Regions from separate parts of the Rattus norvegicus genome. Here regions 2 and 3 are each linked to region 1. The links are chromatin contacts, called in public Hi-C maps. All regions are on one chromosome and are shown on one strand. Each heading gives the region's core, a stretch centred on a gene start, on an enhancer-like site or on the middle of the called end of the contact. The rest is flanking DNA. Distances are from core to core; before and after follow the strand shown.

Region 1 (4,129 bases), core at 944-3,443:
TTCAGATGGTTGTGAGCGACTATGCAGTTTCTGGGAATTGAACTCAGGACCTCTGGAAGAGCAGTCTTAACCACTGAGCCATCTGTCCAGCCCCTTGGATAAGAATATATAATACACTCAGCCCCTCTACCTGTGAGGGCCATCTGTGTATTCAACCAACCTCACACTGAATATAGTCCCCCAAAATTCCATCTGTAATCCATTTCAATAGCAGTCACATTATATAGGATTTCATAAACACTGTAGAGATATTGTTAATGTCTATTGAAAGATGTCTGTAGGTCCTACTGCAAATACTATCTACCATGTACAGAGTTTTTTATATGAAGGGATTCCTAGAACCAATCCCCGATGGATATCAATGGGAAACTACATTCAGAAAAGGGAAACCACCAGGGCCACTGGAAATTGTATCATGGAACTGGGTACACAAATGTTTCCTAATCAGAACATGAGCAGCTGTGAAGCAGGTGTCATGTGCCACCTGGTGGCTCAGGAAGGAAACACAAATATTCTCGTGAAAATCTGTTCCTCCTATCTGGAGAAATTAAATAACCTGAGTGATGAGTTGGTGAATTTCCCACAATAGTTTGTTTTTAAAATTGTGACTAGAGAGGAATTAGAAAGAGCTTTAAACTGCACAGGATCAATATATGGGAAGAGGGGTGAGATGACTTGATAGGCTGTACTTAACAATTACCAAATGTGTCTATTTAATGACAACCACTGTCAGTTGACTGTCAATCCAGTTACAAATGTTTCCTTTCTATTCTCCCTATATCGCCAAGAAGCTGGTACTATTTTTTATTCCCATTTTTGAGTGGGATAAAACCTGCTTTAAAAGTAACAAAAGTCTTAGCTGACAGTTATAGGACCATAAGCAGTTTCAAAAACAAAAGCGACAAAAAGTTAAATATGAGTTAACCCTGAAAACTACAGCGGATATTGGTGGCTGTGTCTCCTGGTCTGAATGTCCCTTTGTGATTAAACATCCTTCAAGCTGTAGGTAGGCTGCTCTCGTATTAAAAACTAAGGTACTCAGGTATTACTTCACAGTTCGAAAGACCTCCACCTCATTACAATATTTAGGTTTTAATATTTTATTATGTGGGGGGGGGGGCGGGCTGAGAAGGTTGAAGCACAGCACTGAGTCCATGGGAAACATGGAACATACTCTCACGTTCTACCGTAAATCCTGAGAATCAATGAAATCTGGTATTTCATTTCGGCTAGGTCATAATTCGTTCCGCCCATCCAACTGGCTTTTCTAAAGGATCATGGGAAGAACGTTCCAAACGAGCATCTGCCCAAGATTTGGGAGCGGGTAAATCAAATCGCTTGATACCATGAATATGCATAAACACCTCATTTAATCTAAATTAAAACTCAACACACGCCCCACGGAGCTGCCACCAACATCTCTTTGGGAGCCTTTGTTTTCTAAGTAAATTGATGTTTTTAAGATTTATTTATTTTATATATAAGTACACTGTAGCTGTCTTCAGACACACCAAAAGAGGAATTGGATCCCATTACAGATGGTTGTGAGCCACCACGTGGTTGCTGGGAATTGAACTCAGGACCTCTGGAAGAGCAGTCAGCGCTCTTAATCACAGAGCCATCTCTCCAGCTAAACTGCTAAAAACTGTCTCGGTTTTTCCCCCCTTGAAGAACCAAGAGACCTGAGGTAACGCCCCGGTAAGGAGAAAACGAGCTCCATATTTTAAAGACAAGCCCGAAGTCCGAGGCAGGATACTTGAGTGACAGCCCCGATCCTAGGGAACAGTACAGGATCCAGGCAGCGTTTGGGGGTTACGTGCTGCACATGCCAGGTCCCGCCTAGCCGTGCTTTCAGGTTCCACATGTGGAACGCAGCAACCCAGCAACCCCCTACACATCCTCACGCCACACTACTCAGGCAGGACCTTCCGCCTGGCGCGCCCCTTCCCGGCGTGCCCCGCGCTCAGGAAGTCCCACCCCGTCCCACGTGCGCAGGCCCCCGGACTCCGGGAAACACGCGGAACCTCCTCGCCGGCCTCACTCACCCAGGGTGGCGCTGGGATCCTGCACTGTCAGTGTGCTGCAGTTCCCCGCCTGGGGGATCTTCACGCGGTTCCACGGCTCCGCGGCTGGCCGTACGGCCGCGGCCATCTTGAGCGGCGCGGGAGGGCCTGGGAAGGCCGAGCTGGGCGAAAGCGAGTAGAGCGGCCCTGGCGGGAGAGGAAGGGAGGAGGAAGTGAGGGGCGGGGCGAGCCGGAGGTGTGCTGCCCGGGCCTTGGGGCGGAGTCTCGGTGGGTTAGGACCTCTGGGAAAGGAGAAAGTAGTTATTTTTGAGTTCCTTGAAGAGCATTCTGAGGCACTTACTAGTTTGGAGCAACTTCGAAGCTATATATTTTACAGATGAGTTCGAGTGAGGCCCAGCCCTTAGCTCTTACTCGGATATTTTGAAAAGAAAAACTCGGATCATATCAAATGTGGCATTTGTCACGTAGTAACGATTTATTTTGAGTAGTCAAGGAAAACTACATAGTTTAGATATAACCCAACTTTCGATAATTACAAAAAACCCGGAGGTTGTCTTGACAATCTATTATCACCGTCATTTTTTTGGACAAAATATTCCAGGCTCTGCTGGGTCTTATCGCTGATAAATGATTTTCGTTCTAAGCTATTGGTGCCTTCTTGCTTATGTTCCTTTAACAATGTGGAGAGGAGCAGTTGTTGGGTATTAGAGAATGCTAAGTTACTTCATTATGTCTGCCCATTACCATATACTAGCAACGTGATCGCAAAAAGTTAATTTTCTCGGACCTCAGCATGTTTGTGAGACTTATTAGAACTGAGCCTGCTATACGAATTTTTACCCTTACCAGATTTGCATTTAATGCAAGTAATCTTGCCCTACTGAGACGCTTTCTGTCCTATGTGTTCCTTGCAGATAATTTTTCTTTCATCTGGACCATCTCCTTGAAACAATCTCACTTCCTCATTCAGCTCTGGGACCACTATCTTTGATAATTCTAACTAAACAACTATCCTCACTCGATAACTACTTAGATGCCCTTTAATGCACTACCAAATGGCCTGTACATTAGTTTACTATTTGGGCTGAAATAAATTACCACAGACTTAAAAGAATCAACACCAAGTTTCTGGATTTGTGGAAGACATTTTTTTAGTTGGAGATGTATGGTGCATACATGTCGGAGGCTGGGTTAGTGGTTAGGGTCTTCCTCTGCCACTGTCCACCTTTGCTTTTAAGTTAGGTTCTCCCACTGATCCTGGACCTCAGTGTTTGGTGGTCAGTCCCCAGAGTCATCCTTTCCCCATCCCAATTAACAGGGGAATGAGGATCTGAACTCAGTTTCTTATATTTATACAGCAAGTACTTTACCCTCTGAAACATCTCCCCAGCTCCAGTTCGACCAGGGATAGAAAGAGATAAGAGAAGCCAAGAGTGAGAGCTCTGTGTTTTGACAAAGGAAGATCCAAGGTCAATGAAGAATAGAGACAAGGAAATGGTGTTCTCTGTTCTATGAGCAGTGCATATTGGAATTGAAGCTTCTAGGAACTGGGCACTTGGAAGAAGCTTTAAGTTTTTAAGTCATACTTGGAAACTTGTAGACTCTAGAGAAAGACTATCACTGACACAGATGACCATCAAATATGTAAAACCTTACATACCTTAGTAATCCAAGAAATGCATATTAGAATAATTTTGAGGTGCTATTAAATAGAAGAAATATATACTCATTACGTGCTGCCTGATGCCCACGGCAGTGAGAAGAGGGTATTGGATCCTCTGGAACTGAAGTTGCAGATGGTTGTGAGCCACCGTATGTGTGCTGGCCACTGTACCCAGGCCCTCTGCAAGAGCAGCAAGTATTCCCAACTATTGACTTCCAGTCCCCTAAGGTATTTTCAAAGACAGCTTAGAAAACGTATGTGTTGAGACTATACACTAATACATGTGGAATGCTCCGGGAAAATCCTGGAAAAGTAGTAACAGTGATGAGTTTTCATCAGTAATACAGACTCTTTTCTTCAATGACTGTATTTTCCATTTAAAAACCTAGAAATTACTATAGTGTTAAGGAAAAAATGCTTTAGTACTAAAAAAAAAGTCCGA
Region 2 (4,155 bases), core at 939-3,438, 230 kb after region 1:
GTCCTCAAAGGCTGAGAAGGCATTCTCTATTCCAAAGGCCTGTTTGGTCTCTGCATTTGAGATTCAGGGCCATTCGAAGTCTTTCTCTCACCACATGGAGACCTCTCTGATCCTGTTCTGTCATATCTCAATTAGGGAGTGGTTCTTATCAATCATTAGGGAGTCATGCTTGTATACACATCACCACTGTAACTGTGTATGCCCACAGAACTTGTTTGAGGGGCCACCCCTGCCCATAGCTCCCTTTCTACCCACTTCGAGCAAATCTGCAAGGACTCAGTTGGGCACTTGGTACTTCAGAGGCTTAGCTGGTGTGTATGCTCCTGCTGTGATGACCCTAGACCCTGTCCCTAGGACATGGAATTCTAAGGACCATGAGCTCCAAAGCCAGACCAATCATCAGGAAAACAAGATTTGGTTGGACGAGGGGAATGGATTGTGAGGTAGAACCAGCCTGGCTAGAGAGAGCTAGGCCTCCCTCTGTGTTTTATGTGTGTATGGCTGATGGCTACAAGCATAGGTGATTAGTAAGGGTTCTCCCCTTCTAGGGCCAGTGTGACCAGCTGTAGGTAGAGATTAGCTCAGGACTGTTTGATGAGTCTAGATTTTAATGTCTTCTTTTTCCTCTTCACAGGACCCCGGTGTTGTTTAGGTCTTGTACCAGTTGAAGAGGTAGACAGTTCTGACTCCTGCCAAGTGGGTGGAGGAGACTGCTGTCCCCAGCACCCTTCAGGGACCTACACAGGACAAGAACTTGGGGTGCGCCTCTCTCCCAGCCCATCAGTTCATGTGTCCTTTGAAACACCACCTCCCACAATTTAGGCCGACGCCAATATGCCCGAAAGACTATATATTATATGTTTGTTTGTTTGTTGACAGAGAAAAATTGGTATTTATTTTTCTATTATAGCCATATTTATATATTTATGTACTTGTAAATAAATGTATATGTGTTTCTATAATTCTGGAGAGATATGGAATCCTCCCCGTTCTGGCACAAGACAGAAAACAAACAGCTGAGTAGCTGGAGACCAGTGGAAGTGAGTGTCATAGATAGTCAGGCTGCAGATGGACCACAGAACCAGCAGCTCCAGGGGCTCCGGGAGGCCTCAGAAGCTGCAGTCGAGTTGGCGGAAGGACCCTAAGCACACTGTTCAGGAAGAACGCAAGGGATAAAGCAAAAGCCATGGTGCTGCAGACTGACACCACCCGGAAGCCACTCAGGTTTGGTGGCATAGGACAGGTTTCCGAGATGTCACGAGAAAAACCCCAGATGTGTACAGCACTCTAAGCATTAACAGTCTCCCAGAACCAATAATCGGTGGCAACATATCTCTGTAAAAACAAACACTGTAACTTCTAAATAAATGTTTAGTCTTCCCTGTAATCTTCATCATAGTCACGCATGAGTCAGCGTTTTCTTTAGCCGTCGGGAGTCCCGTCTTCCAGTAGCTAAAGAACTGCTCCAGACGATTTCCAATCCATCAAGTGATAAAATCGGGAAACAGTAGCAGATGTTTTTCATATTTCTTTGTCTTTTTAAACAATGAACACTGGGTTTGGATTCATGTAACATGACATCACAAACTGTTTACTCCAAGAAGGAGTACACAGATGGGAGGCAAATTCACTGTTCTGTTGCTGGACAGGAGGTAAGCATCTGCCACGTTGAAGGAATGAAGCTAATTCTTCTTGTGTAGGTGTGTGTGTGTTAAAAGACCAAATATTGCCTCTAAAACACATAGTGCTATGCTACCCCATTAACATGTGGTCCTTAATAGGTTCCCTTCATTCTAAAGTTACCATTGCTGGAGGAGTTGTCCCATTTCAAACCAACATCATCAATAGGGTGTGTGTGTGTGTGTGTGTGTGTGTGTGTGTGTGTGTGTGTGTGTGTGTGTGTGTGTGTGTGTGTGTACGTGCATGCGTGCATGTGTGAGAGAGAGAGAACTTAAAACCTTTGTGTGGCTAGACTTAATTAGAAACTGAAAATTTTAATGCAAATCTTCACACATTTTGCGTATGCATTGTGCGAGGAGGGATTGTATATTTCAGGAAAATGAAGAGTTGAAATTCAGCCTGGCACATTTAATCTTATTAAGAGTTGTATCAGCCAGCTTTTACTCTGTGAAGTTGAGAAACAGGATCTAAGGTAGACTGGGATGAGTCCACCATCTGCTGGCCTGAATGAGTACTGCACACAGCCTCTTTAGACTTGTGTTGTCCGGTTTCTACAGAAGGCAGCTGATGTGAACAAGAACTGTGCTCAAAATGCAGCACGATTTTCAGGAAGGCAGTGCTTTTAAAGCATTTATAGAAATAAGTGTAAGGAACATGGAAATTAGGAGCATGAGATCTAATCCTGGCCGAGAAGAAGTAAGATATGTGATTTCAAACACGGGGATCGAAGCCTTTTAATGGTCACTTCCAGGAGAGGAATGGGCAGAGCAATTGTTTCCAGTCTTTGTTTATGCACCTCAAATCTGAGCTGTAGTTCACTCGACAGACTGTTGGAAACTTTTTTTTAAAGCCTAATTTTGCCTCTTCTCCATGATCTAAAGGAATTGTCAAAGTGGGTTTTGGGGAATGCCACTTATAGGCAACCTACTTCCTGAACTCTTCCGGAACAGTCAGACACCAAAGGAGTTGCCCAGGCTTCCTAAGATCCTGGTTACCAGGTTTGCTAATCAGATCCCTGAGCCCCACAAACCTCTATCCTCTAGTGCGATAACTTGTTTTTAAAGCTAAGTTTCGAGGCAACTTTTTGTGCATTAGTGAGCAATGAAGGCTATGATTAGCACCTGTTCACTTTCATTAGTGAAAGCATGCATAGCTGAGTGTAGAGACCAGGTTACCTCAATCCACTCCATAATGTATGAAGCAATGGCTAATTGCTTTTTGGGTGGCCTTGCCCTTTAGTCTGCGCCCCGCCCCCTCCCCCCACCAACAAGAACCGTACAAATCCAGACGCAGATTCTTCACGCTGTGTTTGTATGATGCAGACACTGCTACCATGTCCGACATGGACCATGGGTCAGGGTTTGGTCATTTTTTCAAGTAAGACGGTACTACCTACCAACTAGCCAAGTAGACAGGGAACATGCAGACACATGGGTGTGTTAGAATTATATCAGAAAAAGAAACAGGCCCAATAACATACGCAATACACCTTAACTGTCACATGAACACCATAACACTAACATCTAACACTGTGGGGGAACAGCCTTTAGCCAGTCATCTGACCCCCAGAAAGTGTGCTAGAGATTACCGACATACAAGCATTCTGGAGGCTTCTACTATGATGCTGCCGTCGGTCCATCTGGACCCGGCCTTGAGCCCAGCATTTCTGCAGCTGGGGTCAAACCCCAGCTTTGCTCCCAGAGAGCTAACTGGGCTGAATCGTGTGGCCTGGTTCATCTGGGCTTGGCTTCCAACTGGCGTCTATAGCATTTAACCGTTTTAAATGAGTGCATCGGTATCAGCTCCCTTGCTTCCCCTGGTAAGGCCTCTCTGAGCTCTGTGGCCTGGAACTTCCTTGTAGCCATTTATAGATACACGTACTCACACAGATGACATTTTACTGTGCGAAATGTAACCTGTGATCTGTGATCAAGAGTGCAGTCAAACGTTACAAATAACAATAGCCAACGGTGGGGGAACTTGGGCTACTCTGTAAATTGCTGCCAAGAGAGCTGATGTGCCTTGGGACTGTATTTTTGTTCAATGCATTCTGACACTGTGTGGAAAGTCACAGATGTGTCGATCTGCATCGCTGCCAATTGTGTTCACAGATGTGCAGTCCAGAAACTCGTAAGGGCTCTCCAGCACAGCCTCGGCCACAGCAGAGCTTTCTTTCTGGTACAGATGCAGACAGTCCACCTGGGAAGCCAAAGTGTCACTGCTGGAAGGACACCAAGTGTCAGGGAGATCAATCTGTGAGGGGTGCAGCCATGAATTTCAATAAATCCTTCTCTGAGTCAGAAAGTACATTCTTGAGTTCAAAATGTCACACGTAGTCAAAAGTGGCTGTTAGAGTTAGACCTCCAACAGATAAAAGTACTGGATCAGAACCAGTAATGACTCAGGTGAAGCCTGGCAGAAGGCAGAGTTCTGATGGAGTCACAAAGGGCCTAACTAGAGCAAAGCTTCCCTGAC
Region 3 (4,210 bases), core at 1,265-3,764, 250 kb before region 1:
TAACTTGTCTGGTTTTGCACTCTTCCCCTTTTTTTTCTTCTCCTTCTCGGGTTTCTCGGGCTTTTCATGCTTTTTTGACTCCTTGGCATTCTGGGAGGGAATGTTATCCACCTGCAGCTCCTCCTCCCCCTGAGAGGTGGTGGGCCGGCTGAGGTCATACTTAGCTTCATACTCATTGCTGAGAATTTTCTCCTTCTTTTTGGGCAGCTTCCCCTTTATGGGCTTGTGAGGACCTGGCACCACATTTGGGTCCTGATGGCCATGTTCTCGTTTGTCTGTCCGGTTGTCCCGGAAACGGCTTGTGCCCACAGCTCTTGTGCTGCCCTCCCAGAGGGTGGTAGGCGGGGTGGCTGTGAAGCTTCCATAGTTGGTGGCTTTGTTAGGCCTCCTGGTGGCCTGTGGCTTTTCTCTCTGTTGCTCCTTCCGAGGTAGAGGGTAGAGCTGCTCTGAGACTGAGGGGCCCCTGACGGTGGTCATCTCAGCTGTTGCCGGAGGCCTATGGGAGACTGAGAAGGGATGTAGCCGAGATGTCCAGGGCCTCTGAGTAGCTGGATAGGCAGTGGTAGTTGTAGGTCTTGCAGCTACTGTCACCACCCGGGATGTGGCCCGAGTGGCTGTTGTGACTGGAGCAGGAGGAAGCGTGGTGGCCCTTGGAGTCGGGGGAGGTTGAGGAGTGGCTGCCTTGGTGGTGGTCTGCTTTCTTGGAGGCTCTCTAGTGGGGTGGATTTGTGTTCTCCTTGGGTCCTCTTTCCTCTTGTCACTGCCCAGGCCTGTGCTTCCTCCTCCACCACCGCCATTGTTCCCTTCCTGGACCACATGGCCCTCTATGCCCGAGGCCTTACACTTTTGGACAAAACCCTTCTGCCTGATTTTCTCAATCCTGCGGATGGGGCCTTGATCAATAACCTCATACATGGCTTCCAGTCTGACTGGGTAGGGGTAGCGCTCCTCCACCTGGAGGGTCTTTTTCAACAGCACCATGCTAAACTTGCCCTTCTCCAGTTTCAGGAAGCTCATCAGCTTGGGGATGAGATTTGGGTCCAGAGGCTGCTCCAGGATCTGCCCCTCACTGGTGATCCTCCGTACCTTCCCCCCTTCCTCCCCTGCCTGGTGGAACAGCACAATCTGTTGAATGTGCCTTTCTGCCAGCTCACAGTACACATCATCCTTCAGGAGGCTCATCATGAGGCGGTAGTAACCCTCTGAGGCATGAGGGGCTGAGATGACCCACACCCTGTTCTTTCCTGCAAAGCTGGCCAGGATATTGGGAGAACTGGATCCAGAGGGGAATCGCAACATTCTTGTCCGAGCAGAGGACCCCTCATCTCGGACCATCTCACTCGCGGAGCCCCTAGCTATGGGTTTCAACTCAGGTCTGACTGGGGCTCCATTGATACCTGAGGGGGGCGGTCTCACAGTCGGGTGAGCTAATCTCAACACTGGTACACTCTTCCTCCTTTGGAAAGACTGAGGATTTGGTTCTTCCTGAGTGGATTTCTCAACTCCACCAGACCTCCCAGTGTGCCTCAGATATCGAGCTGACCTACTGCTGATTGGAGAAGCCAAAGGTACTTTCCTTCCTGGGCGGCCATCGCTATCCAAGGCAGAAGACTGAGATGCTGATCCACACACCAGCCACATGGCCAAGAGCATGGTGAAGTGGGGTCCCATTTTCCACGTCATTGTGTTATCCACTTGGGGAAGTAGAGGGAGCATAATACAAAAATAAAAATAAAATAAAATGAGAAGGGAGAAAAAGAAAAGAAAAAATCATTAATTGCAAACAGAGTTGGGCATTCTCTCTCTCTCTCTCTCTCTCTCTCTCTCTCTCTCTCTCTTTCCTGGCTAAGGAGAAGGACAGGGGGTAAAGAAGAAAAAGGAGGGAACGCGGAGGAGAGAAAAGGGAATGAGAGCTTCTCTCACGCTGCTGTGATTGTCAGTGCTTAGCAGAGGCAGTCGTTAAGCAGGAAATCCCCCTTTGCTTCCCAGGCAGCCGGCTTGAGGCATGCCTGCTCTGCCTAGGCTGTGCTCCGGATGCACCAGAGACCGTGTAAACGGAGCATTCACATTATGAGCACATTCACACTTCGTGCAAGCAACAAGAGACAAACACCAGAGAGCAAAGTTTGCACACTTACACAGTGGTTCATGGAGATGGCGTGCAGAGGCTTTTAAAAGAAACTTGAAGGTTGGTCCCGAGGACAGTTTCCTAGGTGAGATCGTTTCTCCTTCCTGCCCTCAGTCTCCTTGTGGAGGGTGAGCAATACAAAAGGGTATGCTGGGTTCCTGTCTGCAAAGCGGCCCCAGGGAGGCCAGTCTGGGCTGATTCCTCTTTCTGGCTGTCTTTTACCTTCTGGTCCAGTGGGATGGGGTGACTGTTGCTGTCCCTGGGACTGTTTGTATCTCCATTTGTCTGCAGTTCCTCCTGGATCTGTGTGTGCCGGTCCTTGGCTGCCACAAGGTTTTTCCTAAAAGTGAAGTCCTGGTGAGTTCTGAAGCTCGCTCTTCCCTTCTCTGGAGTTCCCAGAACTTCTTATCACCCTTCCCCTCCCGCAGCCTGGCTGAGCCCCTTTGTTTCCGAGCTTAAAAACACTGGGATTAATATGTTTTCCAGGCTGAGGGAAAACAGAGGAGTGTGAACGTGAAAAGGGGACAATTTCCCCCTTTCCTTCCGTCTCTCCTCCTTTTATTTCTCCCCACCTTCTTTTCTCCTTCCCCCCCCCCCCTTCTCCTTCTATTTCTTCCTCATCTGGATTCCATCCCAGACATGTCAGGGCTACTTCAGGTTTGCTCCAAACCAAACTCAAACAACAGCAGCCACTGGAAATGGAGAAAAATTCACTAAGAATTTAACAGATCAGCAAAACACGCCTCCTTCCCCCCCTCTTCAGTGCACGGAGAGTCCGTGAACCTGGCGAGGAAGGAGAGGGTTGTACTTAGGCTGGGAAAAGTTTTGAAACTCTACACATCACCGTAAATCACTTCAGAATAGGATGACCGACGAGGACTTAACCCCTTCCGTACCGAGCCATGGGGCGGGGCCTTCTTTCCCTGTGGACTCTCACGCTCTCAAGTTTGAACGGGGGAAATGTGAGGACATTGCTCCACCTGACTGGGTCTCCTAGCAACAGCCACTCATTTGGGCCACAGAAATTGGTGTTGCACACGGAGGCAGTACGCATCTATTCATAGTTCCACCTGTGTATTCTTATCTCTTTCTGCCTGTTTCACGCTTTGAGTTTTGGGGTTGGAAAAGCCCATGGAAAACATGACTAAGTTGTCTCTATATTATGCTAATTGGGGCTCGAGTTACTGTGTTCTTGGGATGTATTTCTCCTTGGGATGGGTGGAAGCTGGTAAAAGGTTAGCAATGCAGGCAAAGGCTGCTGTCTCCTGAGACTGAAGTTGGACATTACATCAGAGAATGGGCATTCTGGTTCACAGCTTCTCTCTCTCTCTCTCTCTCTCTCTCTCTCTCTCTCTGTGTGTGTGTGTGTGTGTGTGTGTGTGTGTGTGTGTTATATTATTCAGCTCCCCAGATACTTTAGGAATCTAAAATCCTTAGTCAGGCCCTAGAAGTGGCTTGTATGCCTGGGTGGGGAGATGGCTCAGCTGGTAAAGTGTTTGCTTCTTGAGCATGAGAACCTGAATCCCCAGCACTTACATAAAAACTGGGCACCGAGGCTGTAACCCCACCACTGGGGAAAAGAAGCAGAGGCAGGTGGATCCCTGGAACTCACTGCCCAGCCTGTCTAGCTGAATCAACAAGCTTCAGGTTCAGTGAAAGCCCCTGCCTCAAAAAAGTAAGGTGGAGGGGCTAGTTAGACTCACTGGTTAAGAGCATTAGTGGTCTTTTGAAGAGGACCTGGATTTGATTTCTAACACCACATGGTGGCCCACAGTCATCCAAAGCTACAGTTCCTGGCAATGTGGATCTTTCTGACTTCTGTAGTCACCAGGCATTGTGCGCGCGCGCACACACACACACACACACACACACACACACACACACACACAAAGGAAAAGCTTTCATACACATTAAACAAATAAGGTAGAGAGTGACTGAGGAGGTGTCAGCATCTGAGCTCCACTCCCTGCTATGCGTGCACACAGGTGAATATGCACAGACACACATAAGACACACACCCACACAAACACACTCACACAAAGAAAAAGTTGTATCAGGCTCTATGGGAGAGACTGTGGCAGC

Evidence for each region. Hi-C and Micro-C count contacts between places; a contact is called where the count stands out from the background.
Region 2: a contact with region 1 is called in a Hi-C map of hepatocytes, with 3 times the contacts expected there. The contact joins the enhancer-like site here to the promoter of Nepro in region 1. A contact is called at or near these places in 12 of 12 Hi-C or Micro-C datasets (the A7r5 cell line, the Rat2 cell line, Schwann cells and 7 more) and 1 of 1 datasets of contacts at active chromatin or transcription factors (oligodendrocytes).
Region 3: a Hi-C map of Schwann cells shows a contact between it and region 1, with 10 times the contacts expected there. The contact joins the promoter of Ccdc80 here to the promoter of Nepro in region 1. A contact is called at or near these places in 11 of 12 Hi-C or Micro-C datasets (the A7r5 cell line, the Rat2 cell line, Schwann cells and 7 more) and 1 of 1 datasets of contacts at active chromatin or transcription factors (oligodendrocytes).

The regions. Positions count from the first base shown.
Region 1 is chr11:69,474,236-69,478,364 of GRCr8, forward strand. It overlaps Nepro (nucleolus and neural progenitor protein), which reads right to left and starts at 2,194. Exons shown (of 9, transcript NM_001009678.1): 1 at 2,046-2,194. The coding sequence starts at 2,151.
Region 2 is chr11:69,702,608-69,706,762 of GRCr8, forward strand. Boc (BOC cell adhesion associated, oncogene regulated) reads left to right here. Exons shown (of 19, transcript NM_001108317.2): 19 at 635-1,402. The coding sequence ends at 822. Cfap44 (cilia and flagella associated protein 44) reads right to left here. Exons shown (of 35, transcript NM_001134590.2): 35 at 3,112-4,155. Among named protein-coding and RNA genes, the nearest start is that of Boc, 76 kb to the left of the region's middle. Within about 2 kb of position 2,189, at least 4 of the 93 cell types and tissues checked have an H3K27ac peak or open chromatin away from gene starts, as enhancers often do.
Region 3 is chr11:69,222,330-69,226,539 of GRCr8, forward strand. It overlaps Ccdc80 (coiled-coil domain containing 80), which reads right to left and starts at 2,515. Exons shown (of 8, transcript NM_022543.2): 1 at 2,139-2,515; 2 at 1-1,694. The coding sequence starts at 1,683.